Linked DNA regions of Macaca mulatta: region 1 is linked to region 2. The links are chromatin contacts, called in public Hi-C maps. All regions are on one chromosome and are shown on one strand. The core of a region is the stretch at or near the end of the contact, and the rest is flanking DNA. Distances in the headings are between cores, read along the strand shown. Region 1 holds the start of CARHSP1 (calcium regulated heat stable protein 1). Region 2 holds the start of PMM2 (phosphomannomutase 2).

Evidence for each region. Hi-C and Micro-C count contacts between places; a contact is called where the count stands out from the background.
Region 1: a contact with region 2 is called in a Hi-C map of fetal cortex germinal zone, with 1.7 times the contacts expected there. The contact joins the promoter of CARHSP1 here to the promoter of PMM2 in region 2. A contact is called at or near these places in 4 of 14 Hi-C or Micro-C datasets (CD4 T cells, fetal cortex germinal zone, fibroblasts and 1 more).

Annotation. Positions count from the first base shown.
Region 1 is chr20:10,076,841-10,083,650 of T2T-MMU8v2.0, reverse strand. It overlaps CARHSP1 (calcium regulated heat stable protein 1), which reads left to right and starts at 3,167. Exons shown (of 4, transcript NM_001261063.2): 1 at 3,167-3,368.
Region 2 is chr20:10,020,319-10,027,022 of T2T-MMU8v2.0, reverse strand. PMM2 (phosphomannomutase 2) reads right to left here and starts at 2,571. Exons shown (of 8, transcript NM_001257433.1): 1 at 2,454-2,571. The coding sequence starts at 2,519. It overlaps TMEM186 (transmembrane protein 186), which reads left to right and starts at 2,763. Exons shown (of 2, transcript XM_001103641.5): 1 at 2,763-2,790; 2 at 3,817-5,222. The coding sequence starts at 2,788. The coding sequence ends at 4,455.

The DNA.
Region 1 (6,810 bases), core at 1,918-4,417, 56 kb before region 2:
GAGATGGAGTCTGGTTCTGTCGCCCAGGCTGGACTGCAGTGGCATAATCTCAGCTCACTGCAACCTCCACCGCTCAGATTCAAGCAATTTTCATGCTTCAGCCTCCAGAGTAGCTGGGATTATAGGCATGTACCACCATGCCAGGATAAGTTTTGTATTTTTAGTAGAGACAGGGTTTCACCATGTTGGCCAGGCTGGTTGTGAACTCCTGAGCTCAAGTGATCCACCCGCCCCAGCCTCCCAAAGTGCTGGAGTTATAGGCATGAGCCACTGTGCCTGGCCTTGACTTTTTAATAAACAGTTTAACTGAGTCATAATTCATACACCATACAGTTCACCCATTGAAAGCACACAATGCAATGATTTTTAGTATATTCACAGACTTGTGCAACTATCGCCACCATCAATTTCAGCACATTTTCATCATCTCAAAAAGAAACCCTTGTACCTTTTAAGTGTCAACAGTCTAGCCCCCATCCCCACCGCCACCCCCAAGCAACCCCTAATCTACTTCCTGTATCTAGAGATTTGCCCATTCAGAACATTTCATACAGCTGGAATCACACAACATGCGGCCTTTGTCTTGGCTTCTTTCTCTTAGCATGTTTTCAAGGTTCCTCTGTGTTGTAGCATGCATCAAGATTTAATTCCTGTTAATGAGTGAATAGTTGTCTACTGTATAGATACACAACATTTTGTTCATCCTTTCATCACTCGATGGACATCTTAGCTGTTGCTACCTTTTGGCTATTAGGAGTAATACTGCTATAAACCTTACTCTGTCACCCAGGCTGGAGTGCAGCCGTGCAATCACCAATCACTGCAGTCTCGATCTCCTAGGTTCAAGGGATCCTCCCACCTCAGCCTCCCCAGTAGCTGGGACTACAGGTGGGTGCTACTACTCCTGGCAGTTGAAATACTTTTTTTTTTTTTTTTTTTTTTTTTTGTAGAGAAGGGGGCTTACTATGTTGTCCAGGCTGGTCTTGAACTCCTGGGCTTAAGAGATCCTCCTGTCTTGGTCTCCCAAAGTGCTGGGATTACAGCCATGAGCCACCTCGCCCAGACCAACAAGTAAAGTATTTATTTATTTTTAACTTTTTTTTTTTTTCTTCTCCCGGAGACAGAGACTCGCTGTTGCCCAGGCTGGAGTGCAGTGGCATGAACCTGGTTCACTGCAACCTCCACCTCCCGGGTTCAAGTGATTCTCCTGCCTCAGACTCCCAAGTAACTGGGATTACAGGCACCCACCACCAAGCCCGCCTAATTTTTGTATTTTTCGTAGACATGGGGTTTCGCCATGTTGGCCAGGCTGGTCTCCAACTCCTGAGCTCAAGTGATCCGCCCGCCTCGGCCTCCCAAAAGAGCTGGGATTACAGGCGTGAGCCACCGCGCCCGGCCTCAAGTAAATTTTTTTATGGACAAACATTTTCATTTCTCTTGGGCGCGCAGACACCTAGGACTGGAGTTGCTGGGTCTTGTGGAGACTCCAGGGTTCGTGGTTTGAGGAACCGCCGGGCTCTTTCCACAGCAGCTGCGCGGTTGTTCCCACCAACCGTCTAGGACGGTTCCTTGCCTGGCATGGACCAGTTGGTTTCGCCGCTGGGCCTTTTCCGTAGTGGCCCCAGTAGGGGCTGCAGAGTGAGTCCGGCACAGTCCTCACCGCGCCCTCCGGGGGCACGGTGGTCCCAGGCGAGCTCCGGGGACCTCTCTCCGTCCCCGCGTCCCTCAAAACCTGGTCCTGGGGTTTGGGCTCGCTTTCAGGGGCTGCTCTCGACTGGTCGTGCCCATGGGCTGGTCGCCTCTCTGTGCCTCAGTTTCCTCTCCTGCAAAACAGAGGTAACATTTTTTACCTCCAAAAACAGGACTCAAGGAAGGCTGGAAATGAAACAAGAAAAGAGAACAAAACCAGAATCCCAAACGGGAAAATAAAACCCTGTTTTTCTGGTGTGTGTATGTGTGTATTTTTTCTTTCTCTTTTCGTCCTGTGTGTTTTTGTTTGTTTTCTTCTTTCTCTCTTTTCATTCCTTTATCTCCTTTCTGCAAAAAGTGACGCCCCCCGGGCTTATACGGATTTTGGAGCCAAAAGCAGGTGGGAGCCGCACCTGGCGCGCGTGGTGAAGGGAAGGAACGGCAAAGAAGCAGAGACACAGTTCCCCCACTTTGCAGGGGCGTTTCTGCCGGTGGGTGCAGCCCAGCCCCGCCCTGGCCCCTACGCCCCGCGCTCTGCGCCCCACTCTCCCGCCAGTCCCAGGCGCGGACACAAAGGTCCTGTCCGGGCCACTCCTGCCCGCCCCACCCCTTCCGTCCTGGACTCCCTCCTGCAGCCCCATTGGCTGGGGCCTCCTGGGGGCGGGGCTCGGCGCCCCACCCCGCGGGCCACGCCCCCTCCCCAGCTCCGAGCTCCCAGTCCGAGCTAAGCGACTGGCGGAGCAGTACGGATCGCGAGGTAGGGAGCTCTTCTCGGGGACCCAAGGAGGGACAAGGTGGCCGCCCCTGGCCCGAGTCCCCGGGAGCGGCAGATAGGGCCTCGGTCTCCTGTGTCCCCATCGTCCCCCCTCCTACAGGGACTTCTAGCTCGGCAACGGAGGGCTCCCGGCTTGGTTTCTCCGGGCCTGTTTGGGGAACGCGGGTTGCTCCTCCCCGGGGCAAGGGGTGGGTGTGGCAACAGCGGCAGGGATTCTTGGCGGACGTCGGGTAGCACTTCCCGCCTGGCCACCTGTTCTCTGCGTGCAGGGGAAGCTCTCCCCGCCCTCCTCACCGCTTTTGCCTTTGGGAGGGAGCCCTGGAGGGGGGACTCGCGGGGCGGTGGGGCGAGGCGCGGGGGGCTTCGCACGCGGGAAGCGGAGCCACCCCCCGCCGGGCCTGGCCGCGCCAGCTGTGGCTCGAGGTTGGGACGGCGGCCAGGCCCGGCGGGGGAGGTGGGGAGCCGTCCTGGCGCCGCGCGATTAGCCGCATCTGGGAGGAGGAGGAGCCGCCGGGCGCGCTCGCCCCGGGTGTTTGCGCCCGGATGGGGGTGGGGGGCCCTAGGCGCTGGAGAAAAACTTCATCCGCGCCCACAGGCCCCCTTTCCGCAGGCTGCGCTGGCGGCCCAGGTTTGCAGGCCGGAAGTGAAACGTTCTTTTTTGATTTTTAAAAAGGAAGCCTCCGGCCCTACGGTTTTTTGGGGTTGGGGTGGATGTGTGTGCGGGGGGAGGCGGAGACGTCCCGCTCCAGGCAGGGCCTCGGGTCTCATAGGTGGGGAAATCTCACTGCCAAACAGGAGGCCTTTCGGAGCCTCAGTGTCCCCATCTGCAGACTGGCCTCTGACTTCTGGCTTAAGAGGGTGTGTGAGAGTAAAAGGAGACGGCTAGCCCCGTGCCGGGAGACACGTAAGCTACTGTTTTTTAACTTGCTGTTTTGATATTTCTCAGTCTCTCTGTGCCCAGTCTTGCCCCTCTCATCTGCTCCCCACTCTGAAGCTAGAGGGAAATTGTAAAAACAATCAGATCAACCCCCCGCTGAAAATCGTCCACCGAAGTCCCATTGTCGTCTAAGTCCCCGACTTCTCAGCAGGCCTTCCTGTTATCTTCCGCCACTACCTTCTCCAGCCGCTCTCTGCCTCTGTTCTCCCTCCCTTCGGGCCTTTGGCCCTCCTCTGGGCTCGGAATCCTCCTTGGAGACCCCGCCGCCCTTTGCACTCCCTGGGTGGCCTCGGTGATGACCATGGGTTCTCGATGCTGGTCCCTTCAGGGCAAGAAAGAGTGGCAGAGCCCGGCTCGGAGTAGATGCTTTGAATGAGCTGCGCTAGGCCCAGCGTGGGGCCCTGGGGTGGAGTTGAGGGTGGTTGATGGTGAGTGCCCTAGGTAGGTGAAAGGCCTTTGTTCCACGGAGTGGCAAAGCCAGTGCATTTGGTTTGTGTTCCAACAGCAGGGACAGGAATGGGAGGGAAGGTGATTTCAGATGGGCCCGTGCCTGATAGTTCCACCATCAGCCGCACAACTATTGTTGACTGAACCCGCCGTGCGCTTGGCATTTTCGCGGCGGCGTCTGCACAGCGTCCGAGCCCTGCGACGCAGCACCGTTCCTGTCCCCTTTGACAGATGAGGAAACTCGGGTGGGGCGGTGAAGTCGCTTGGCAGGGGTCACTGAGGGAGTGGGGAGAAGGCAGGGCTGAATCTCAGGTCTGAGCCAAAGCCCCCCGAGAATGGAGGGAAGGATGGAAGAATTGAGTGGGGGAGGAGTGTAGAGTAGGGTTCTTGTTGAGGAGGGCTTGGGCTTCCCCCCGAGGGGCAGTCCAGACTGAGAGCTGGGGCGGGTGCAGGGTCCCAGGTGGGTGGTGGCGGTGGGGTGACAGGGGTGCTAATGGGGGCACAGGCAGCGGCAATGTTGGAGGCCCCCTTGGGTTCCCGGTACACTCCTCGGGTTTCCGGCCTCTTCCCAGCACTCAGGGGCTCCTGAGGGCGGAAGAGCTATTCCCAGCTTGGCTGGGCCTGGGAGGGGGCTCCGGGCGGACGTGTGCGCCGTGCTGCACCTTCCCCACCCGCCTGTTTGCACTTATCTGTGGCAGCTGGCTTCAGGTCCTTAGCCCGCGGAGGACTGGCTCCGGCCTGGCTGCCCCCTCCCCTTTGCCTCCCATCCCTCCCCCTGGACTCTCCAACCCCCATCCCTTCCTGTCCCTCCTCCCCTTCTCACTCTTTGCTCCTCCCTCGCCAGACCCCCGCTCTCCCCGGAACAATGGAGGGGAATGTGGCTAGGCCAGCCTGGCGCTGCTGCGTCAACCTCTGGCTCGTTCTCGGCCTCCGTGGCTTCCAGGGACCCTTCTACCTGGGCTCAGCTGACCCGCCCCGCCTCTCGGCCCACGTGCCGGCAGTTCTGCCAGGCTGGGGCTCAGCTGCGCTGGGGACTGGGATGGATCAGCTCAGTGTCTCTGTCTGTTTACAGAGAAGGAACCCAGCTGCACTGAGGTAACTTTGCTATTCTTCTAGTCTCACCTCCATCCCTGCGCAATTTCCCTTCCACCTCTTGCACTGGTAAGCCTTGGGCTGTGAGATGGACCAGTGTAGCAGGACTACTGCGGTGTTCCCTGGGCCAGGGACAGCTGCCTCACTGGGAGCGCCTTAGAAATGCAGAGTCTTGGCCAGGAATCTCAAGCTTGTAATCCCAGCACTTTGGGAAGCCGAGGTGGGAGGATTGCTTGAGCATGAGAGGGCGTGACCCACCTGGACAACATAGTGAGACCTTGTCTCTACAAAAAATTAAAAAATTAGCTGCGTGTGGTGGCACACGCCTGTAGTCCCAGCTACATGGGAGGCTGAGGTGAGAGGATCCCTTGAGCCCAGGCGGTTGAGGCTGCAGTGAGCCATGAGTGCGCCACCAAACTCCAGCATGGGTGACAAAGCAAGACCCTGTCTCAAAAAAAAAAAAAAAAAGAAATGAATCTCAGGCCCCACCCCACACCTGCTGAGTGGCAATCTGCATTTGAACAAGATCCCCAGAGATTCCTGACTGCACTAAAGTAGCAAGTAGAATCACTGGCTTAAACCTCTGTGCCTTAGTTTCCTCATCTGTAAAACAGGGGTGCTAAAAGTGCCTCCCCTGTTGGGTTGATGTTTAGATGCATGTATTTGATGTTTGTAAACCCCCAACAGGGCCTGTCGTGGAAGTCTGTGGACAGTGGCTGTAGGGTGTATGAAAGCACTATAGCCTGCCCTGTCCCTATAGTGCAGGCCACTATCCACCCACTACACCTGTCAGCAGTGGGCTGTCCCCGGGCTGGAAGCTGTCCCAACACCATGCCCAACCCTGGCATTCCCCAGCCAGCAACGCTTGGAAGACTCAAGACACCCTCATTTTGCAGAGCAGGCTTGGAGAGGTTCTTGCTTTGCCAACAATGAGGTGTCTGACTTGAACTGAACTTTTGTCCCCCTGCCCTCTATCATCCTGTCTTCAATAAAGGGGCTGAAGCTATTAAGAATGGAGTCTCTGGCCAGGCACGGTGGTTCAAGCCTGTAATCCCAGCACTTTGGGAGGCTGAAGCGGGTAAATCACCTGAGATCAGGAGTCCGAGACCAGCTTGGCTAAAATGGTGAAACCCCATCTCTATTAAAAATACAAAAATCAGCTGGGTGAGGTGGTGCACGCGGGTAGTCCCAGCTACTCGGGAGGCTAAGGCAGGAGAACTGCTTGAACCTTGGGGACGCTAAGGCAGGAGAACTGCTTGAACCTGGGAGACGCTAAGGCAGGAGAACTGCTTGAACCTGGGGAACGCTAAGGCAGGAGAACTGCTTGAACCTGGGGAACGCTAAGGCAGGAGAACTGCTTGAACTTGGGGGACGCTAAGGCAGGAGAACTGCTTGAACCTGGGGGACGCTAAGGCAGGAGAACTGCTTGAACCTGGGGGACAGATCTTGAGCTGTGATCGCGCCACTGCACTCCATCCTGGGCAACAACGGGAGACTCTGTCTCACAAAAACAAAAATGAATGGAGTCTCCTTCAGTGAGCTCCCTCTCACTAGAGTGTAAATGGCTGATAGTGCTGCTAAAGCCCTACTTGCACTAAGCACCTGGCTGCTTGGCTCCCGTTGATGTGGGTGGTGGGTTTTCAGGCCAGGAGGGCAGGAAGTTGGGGAGTAGGTTACAGGGGTGCTGCATGATTGGGTCATAAGTCTCCAGACATGGGGGTAGGCTGAGCAGGAGCTGGGAAAGCCAGAGTCTTGGTACCCAGCTGAACTCCAGAACCTTCCAGGAGGAGCTGCAGAGCCTACAGAAAATTCCCAGGCTATTTTGGGCGGAGGCCCCTTCTCCCTGATGACACACCCGTCCCTGGGGCAG
Region 2 (6,704 bases), core at 1,322-3,821:
TTAGCTACCGCGCCCGGCTGAATGTCTTTTTTTTGAGACAGAGTCTCGCTGTGTCTCCCAGGCTGGAGTGCAGTGTCGCCATCTCCACTCACTGCAAGCTCCGCCCCCCGGTTTCACGTCATTCTCCTGCCTCAGCATCCCGTGTAGCTGGGACTACAGGCTAATTTTTTGTATTTTTAGTAGAGACGGGGTTTCACAGCATGAGCCAGGATGGTCTCGATCTCCTGACCTCGTGATCCGCCCGCGGCCTTCCAAAGTGCTGGGATTACAGGCGTGAGCCACCGCGCCTGGCCCTGAATATCTTTTTTAAAAAGTTACTAGAAATTTAGAAAATACAAAAAACCATTTAATTCACCGTCAGTATATAAACACTTGGAGTTCAATGATTTTTCTTTAAAAAATTTTTTTAGAGTAACACATGAATCTGATTAAAATAAAACTGCATAGAAGGGCTTGTAATAGAGTGCAATCTTTTCTACTCTCACAGTGGAATTTGAACCTATTAGACAAAATCTAGAACTGCAGGAGTGGCCCTTAAGAGTCAGAACGCAGTGGCTCATGCCTGTAATCCCGGAACTTTGGGAGGCTGAGGCAGGTGGATCACAAAGTCCGGAGATGGAGACCATCCTGGCCAACATGGTGAAACCCTGTCTCTACTGAAAATACAAAAATTAGCCAGGCGTGGTGGCGGGCGCCTTAAGTCCCAGCTACTCAGGTGCCTGAGGCAGGAGAATCGCTTGAACCTGGGAGGCGGAGGTTGCAGTGAACTGAGATTGCACCACTACACTCTAGCCTGGCGACAGAGTGAGACTCTGTCTCAAAAAAAAAAAAAAAAAAAAGAAGAGTCAGAACTGTGAAAATCAGATCAGAAGCACTTTCCTGAATGGCATACCTAGTAACTAGGACAGCTTCCACCTTAGCACAGATAGGAAATGGCAAACTTGACAGGAACCAATGTCCTGAGGCTCAGGGGCTTGTACCAGGTCGGCTGTGTGAAACTGAGGAGGTTAGTTCTTCACTGAGTGTGTTTCCTTATGTTTAAAAAGGTAATAACAACTATCCTACCTGGAAAGAAAGATGAAGGAAGGTTGAGAGGGTCCAGCGAAATCATGAAAAAGGGTTGGCAATGTAAACCCTAGACCGCTATGGCCCACAGACCACACTGGGCAGCTGTTTGTTTCTGTAACAAATAAATACAGTTTTACCGGTACACAGCCACTCTGTGTTTACATAGGGTTTATGGCTGGTTTTGTACTAAAGTTCAGTGGCTACTATAGACCATATGGTCTGCAAAGACAAAAGTATATGCTATATGGCCCTTTACAAAAAATGAATTGGGGACCGGAGTATTAGACCACTATGGGCTTTTAACAACCCCAAGTGTGTGATAGCTGAATTTCAGAATCAGAAAAAGCCTTTGAAGAACTTGGGAGTTGAGTGTCATCACTAGGTAGATCAAACCTGTGGCTGACAAGGGCAAAATGATACGTCTAAGGTCACACGCATTTCACGTGGCTTTCTGGAGCACACCATTGTTACCACCAAGCGAAGACTACGAGGGGTGAGGATATTAGTTGAGGATAGTGAGACCATTGGGGTCCACTCTCAAGTTGAAATGGCCGGTTGTCAGTGGCCAATTTCTGAAAAGGGGACAGGAAAGCCTCATCTCAAGGCTGATAGTGACTGAAACTTATCTGTGCCTGTAGCAGCAAAATCTGGAAGTGGAAAGCAAGTTTCGAAAGGCCCAAAGAGGCTCTCAGCGGGCAGCCTGTAATAACCTAGGGCTCCTCCATCTTCCTAGTCCACTGCAGGGGCTGGAGATGGGTGTGGTGGAGGTGGTTACTATTTACTGAGGCCTAGTGTGCTGTGTGCAACATACTTTCAAGAACTTACACAATCTCATTTGATCCTCACAGTCACCATATGGAACACGTAATATCCCCATTTAAAGCTGTAGATGCTGAGGCTCAGAAAGGTTAATGACTTGCTCAAGGTCACACAGCTGTGAAGAGGTGAAGATGAGACTCCACTAGGTCGATTTCACCTGGAAACCTGTTTTTAATATAATGACTCACGGCACAGCCCATTGGTTACAGGATTGAGGCCGGCAAACAGCTGATAAGGGGCACACAGCTGATGTCGGGTTCAAATCCTGGTCCATCGGTCCCGAGGACTAGCGGTGAGTCCAGATTGCATTTTCCAACCAAGCATAAGTTTCCTTCTCTTAAGAGTTCTTCAGCCCCGTCTCATCTTTCCAAGCATCAGAGCTCTTGAAGAGCTGGTTAGGGCCTCCCTCTCATCCCTCCAGGGCACCTAGAATAGGGTCCAGCCCCCGTGAGGACGCAGGCGGTCCTTAGCCAGCCCTTGGCGCCGACCCTGGGTAGTCGATAGCTCCAACTGGGAACAGCACGGACTCTGAGTCGGCTGCCACCAGCCCGCCGGGCGCCACTTACCTGCCGCGGGGCGGTGAGGGTCCCATCCACGTCGAAGAGGCAGAGCGCTGGGCCAGGAGCTGCCATGTCCCCAGCGTCTAACCGCACCTCGCAAGACTCATTGGCATCAGGAACTCGGCCCGGAACTTCCGAGTTCGGCCCCCGAGCCGCAGGGCACGTCGGGAAGAGGAGGAGACTCCGTTCCCACAACGCCTGGGACTAGCGCCAGCCACGATTCCTGGACCGCAAATCCCAGGGTGCAACGCGGATCACGCCCGCCTTGTACATTCGAGCATGCGCTCTTAGAGGTTCCGGGGGCCGGTGGGACTTACTTCCGGCAGCAGGCTGTGGAGCCATGGTAAGGAGGCTGGTGGCGATCCTTGAGGGGGTGATGCTCTTTGGGGGTCGGTCGGGGTCAGAGCTGGGGCAGGCAGGCACGACGCCTGAGTTTCGGACCTGAAGAATCCGTGGGAGGAAGCTCTGGCGTGGGTTACCATTCGCCATTCCCGGGCTTTCTCTGCCCTCCTTGCGTCACGTGCTCACAGTAGTAATAGCTAAAACTCGCCGAGCTCTCACAGCGCATCAGGTACTAAGTTGAGGGCTTTGAAACCATCTTCTCGTTCACTGTGTTCTGAGTCCCCATTTTGAAAGCCGAAGAAACCGAAGCTCAGGGGTGTGGAGTGATTTGCTCAAGAATCCACAGGTAGTGACTGATGGAGCCAGAATTGGAACCAGAGCTTTTACTGCTTCACTACCCACCTAATAATATGTTTGTGCTACGTGTAGGGGCCTCCCTGCCTCGCTCCTCCTCCTCCTCGTTGTTTCCCCTTCCCCTGACTAGGTTAAGGGAAAGCAGCAGTTCCCTCCAGCACCCAAGATAACGTAAACAGAATTAGAAAGTTTGTTGGGATAACTATCTCACAGATTTGTTGCTTGAGTTCCCCACTAAGACATTGATTATTCAGTTTCCTGCTTGGGGAAATGTTCACACCCCCTTGTGGATCCATTGTCCAGCCCAGAGTTGGGACTCCCTAGATATGTTTTGAATTATTGATGGCCGCACCTCCTTTCTTGTATTTCTTTGGAATTGCCTGATGGAAGGAGGACTCTGCTGCACTCACTGACTGTGTGTTCTTTGGTAAATATCTTACCCTCTCTGGGCTTAGTTTCCCTAGTGGTAAAGTGGAAATAGTGATAACTATCTTAGATAGCTGTTGTGATGCCCACATGAGATAACATCTGGCTTTACCCTTCCCTCCTCTGGCAATAATGGTGACCTTGCAGGATTGGCAGAAGCCTTGGAGTATGGTGCTTTGCAGATGTTCACCGTGTGATTAATGTGGTTGAATTCCATGAGAGAAATCGTCTACTGTCTCCCTTTCAGGCTGCCCTTCTCCGAGTTGTGCCTAGATTTCGGGGAAAAGCTGCGTGGGAAAGGCCTCTCCATGGGTTGTGGTGCTGCAGTGGGCAGGAGGATCCTAAGAGGTGGGTGGGGAGCAGGTCACCCACCTCGAAGGAGAAACCACCAAACCAAGAGACTGAGAAATTCTGGATGTTTTACCGTTTTGATGCCATCAGAATCTTTGGGTTCCTGTCTCGACTGAAGTTGGCACAGACTGCCCTGACAGTGGTAGTTTTGCCACCAGCCTGTTACTGGTATTCCCAGGGCCTCCTGACTCTCAACACCGTGTGCCTGATGAGTGGGATATCGGGCTTTGCCCTGACCATGCTGTGCTGGATGAGCTATTTCTTTCGGAGACTGGTTGGTATCCTGTATCTGAATGAGTCTGGCACCATGCTGCGGGTGGCCCATCTGAGCTTCTGGGGCTGGCGGCAGGACACATACTGTCCCCTGGCAGATGTGATTCCCCTGACAGAAACCAAGGACCAGCCTCAGGAGATGTTCATGCGTATCCAGCGGTACAGCGGGAAACAGACCTTCTACGTCACCCTGCGCTATGGACACATCCTGGACAGAGAGCGTTTCACGCAGGTGTTTGGGAGACATCAGATGTTCAAGTAAACAACTGGGGCCTGGACCTCTGGGTAACCCTGGGTCACCTGGATTGACAGGAAGGCTGAGGGTGTGGGCACAGCTGAAGAAAGGGGATTGGGTACTTGGAGACTTTGCCTGGGCCCCTGGGAACATGTGTTTTGTGATGAAGAAATTCACAAGGCAAGAGCTGGTGTCCAGGTTTAGGAAAAAGGCTCTAAGCAAGTTCTTACAGCACTCGTGTGTGACATTCAGTCAGATAACGGCCAGAAGTTTTTGTTAAGAGCCAGTTCTTAGAAGAACCTATGCCAGGGTCACCCAGACAGTCCATTGGTGTGAAATTGAAAGGCAAAGAGGTGTGGTGGGGGAGCATAGGATTTGGAGTCAGAAGTCTCAGTTCTGTCACTTGTCCTGGGGTGGGTTATTGAGTCTCTTTGAACCTTGGTTTTCACATCTGTAAAATGGAAAGCCCTGCTTGTTTCGTGGGATGGATGTGGGAATAAATGTCAAACGTGTGGCAGACTCAGCAGCCTAGAGCAGATAGCATTAAGCATTTGGTCAGAGGTTTTGGCATGGAGAAAGGCTTCGAGCAGTCAGCAGGGACTTCCAGAGCCCTGTGCTGTGCCCCTCACACATCCAGCAGCAGAAAGGTCTGCCAGGATGTTAACTACACATCGATGAGCAGCGATGTCGTCCAAGTGAGCACGAAACCCCATTTGAGATTTGTTCACCACGCTGAGATCTAGAGGCTCTTGCTTTGGATGGCCCTGCAGTGTAATAAAGCCTAATGGACCGTATGCTGGTACGTTCTTTTATAAACTAAAGCCAGTTATATGCATTGCCCTGCATAATTAATAATACATGTTCATTATGCAATTTGTAACACAGTAAAGAGGAAGGAAGGCATGATCTTTATTATTTTGCCACTCGAAAGTCAATAAGAATGTTTTATTGCCGGGCGCGGTGGCTCACACCTGTAATCCCAGCACTTTGGGAGGCTGAGGCGGGTGGATCACGAGGTCAGGAGATCGAGACCATCCTGGCTAATGGTGAAACCCCGTCTCCACTAAAAAATACAAAAAAAAATTAGCCGAGTGTAGTGGCAGGCACCTGTAGTCCCAGCTACTCGGGAGGCTGAGGCCGGAGAATGGCATGAACCTGGGAGGCGGAGCTTGCAATGAGCCGAGATCGCGCCACTGCACTCCATCCTGGGCGACAGAGCGAGACTCCCTCTCAAAACAAAACAAAACAAAAAATAATAATGTTTTATTGTGTAGCCTTCCATTTTTCTTTCTTTTTTTTTTTTTGTGAATTTGTTTTTATTGGGGAACAGGGCACAGGGTGGAAGATGTCACCTTGGGCTATGGTGTGTCCCACCTCCCAGAGAATGTCCATTTGCATTCTAATCTTCCTGGGATGCTTTATGGAACTTTTTCTTCTTCTTGGAGCTGCTCTTGCCAGCTGCCTCTTCAGGCCCACTGCTGACTGGCTCCTCTTTGGAGAATTTCCTCTTTTTCTTGGAGCCACGCCTTCCATTTTTCTTAACCGTACCAAGATACACCTAAAATTTATCCTTTTACTCATATTTAAGAGTGTAATTCAGGGACATTAAGTATATTAACAGTGTCGTACAGGCTGGGCGCAGTGCCTCACGCCTGTAATGCCAGCACTTTGGGAGGCTGAGGCGTGTGGATCACTTGAAGTCAAGAGTTCAAGACCAGTCTGGCCAACATGGCGAAACCCTGTCTCTACTAAAAGTACAAAAATTACCTGGGCATGGTGGTGGGCACTTGTATTCCCAGCGACTAGAGAAGCTTGAACCCGGGAGGCAGAGGTTGCAGTGAGCTGAGATCACGCCACTGCATTCCAGCCTGGGCGACAGAGCAAGACTATCTCAAAAACAAACAGAACAGAACATGTTGTACAACCGTCACCACCATCCATTTCCAGAATGTTGTCATTAACCCAAATAGAACTAAGATACCTATTGAACAATAATTTCCTTCTTTTTCCAGCCCTTGGCCACCACTAATCTGCTTTCTGTCCCTCTGGATCCGCCTATTCTGGATATTTCATATAAATGGAATCATATAATATGTGACCTTTTGTATCTGGCCTTTTTTTGGAGATGGAATCTCCCTATGTTTCCCAGACTCGAGAGCGGTGGCGCAATCTCTGCTCACTGCAACCTCCGCCTCCCCGGTTCAAATGATTCTCCTGCCTCAGCCTCCCAAGTAGCTGGGATTATAAGTGCCTGACACCACGCCTGGCTAATTTTT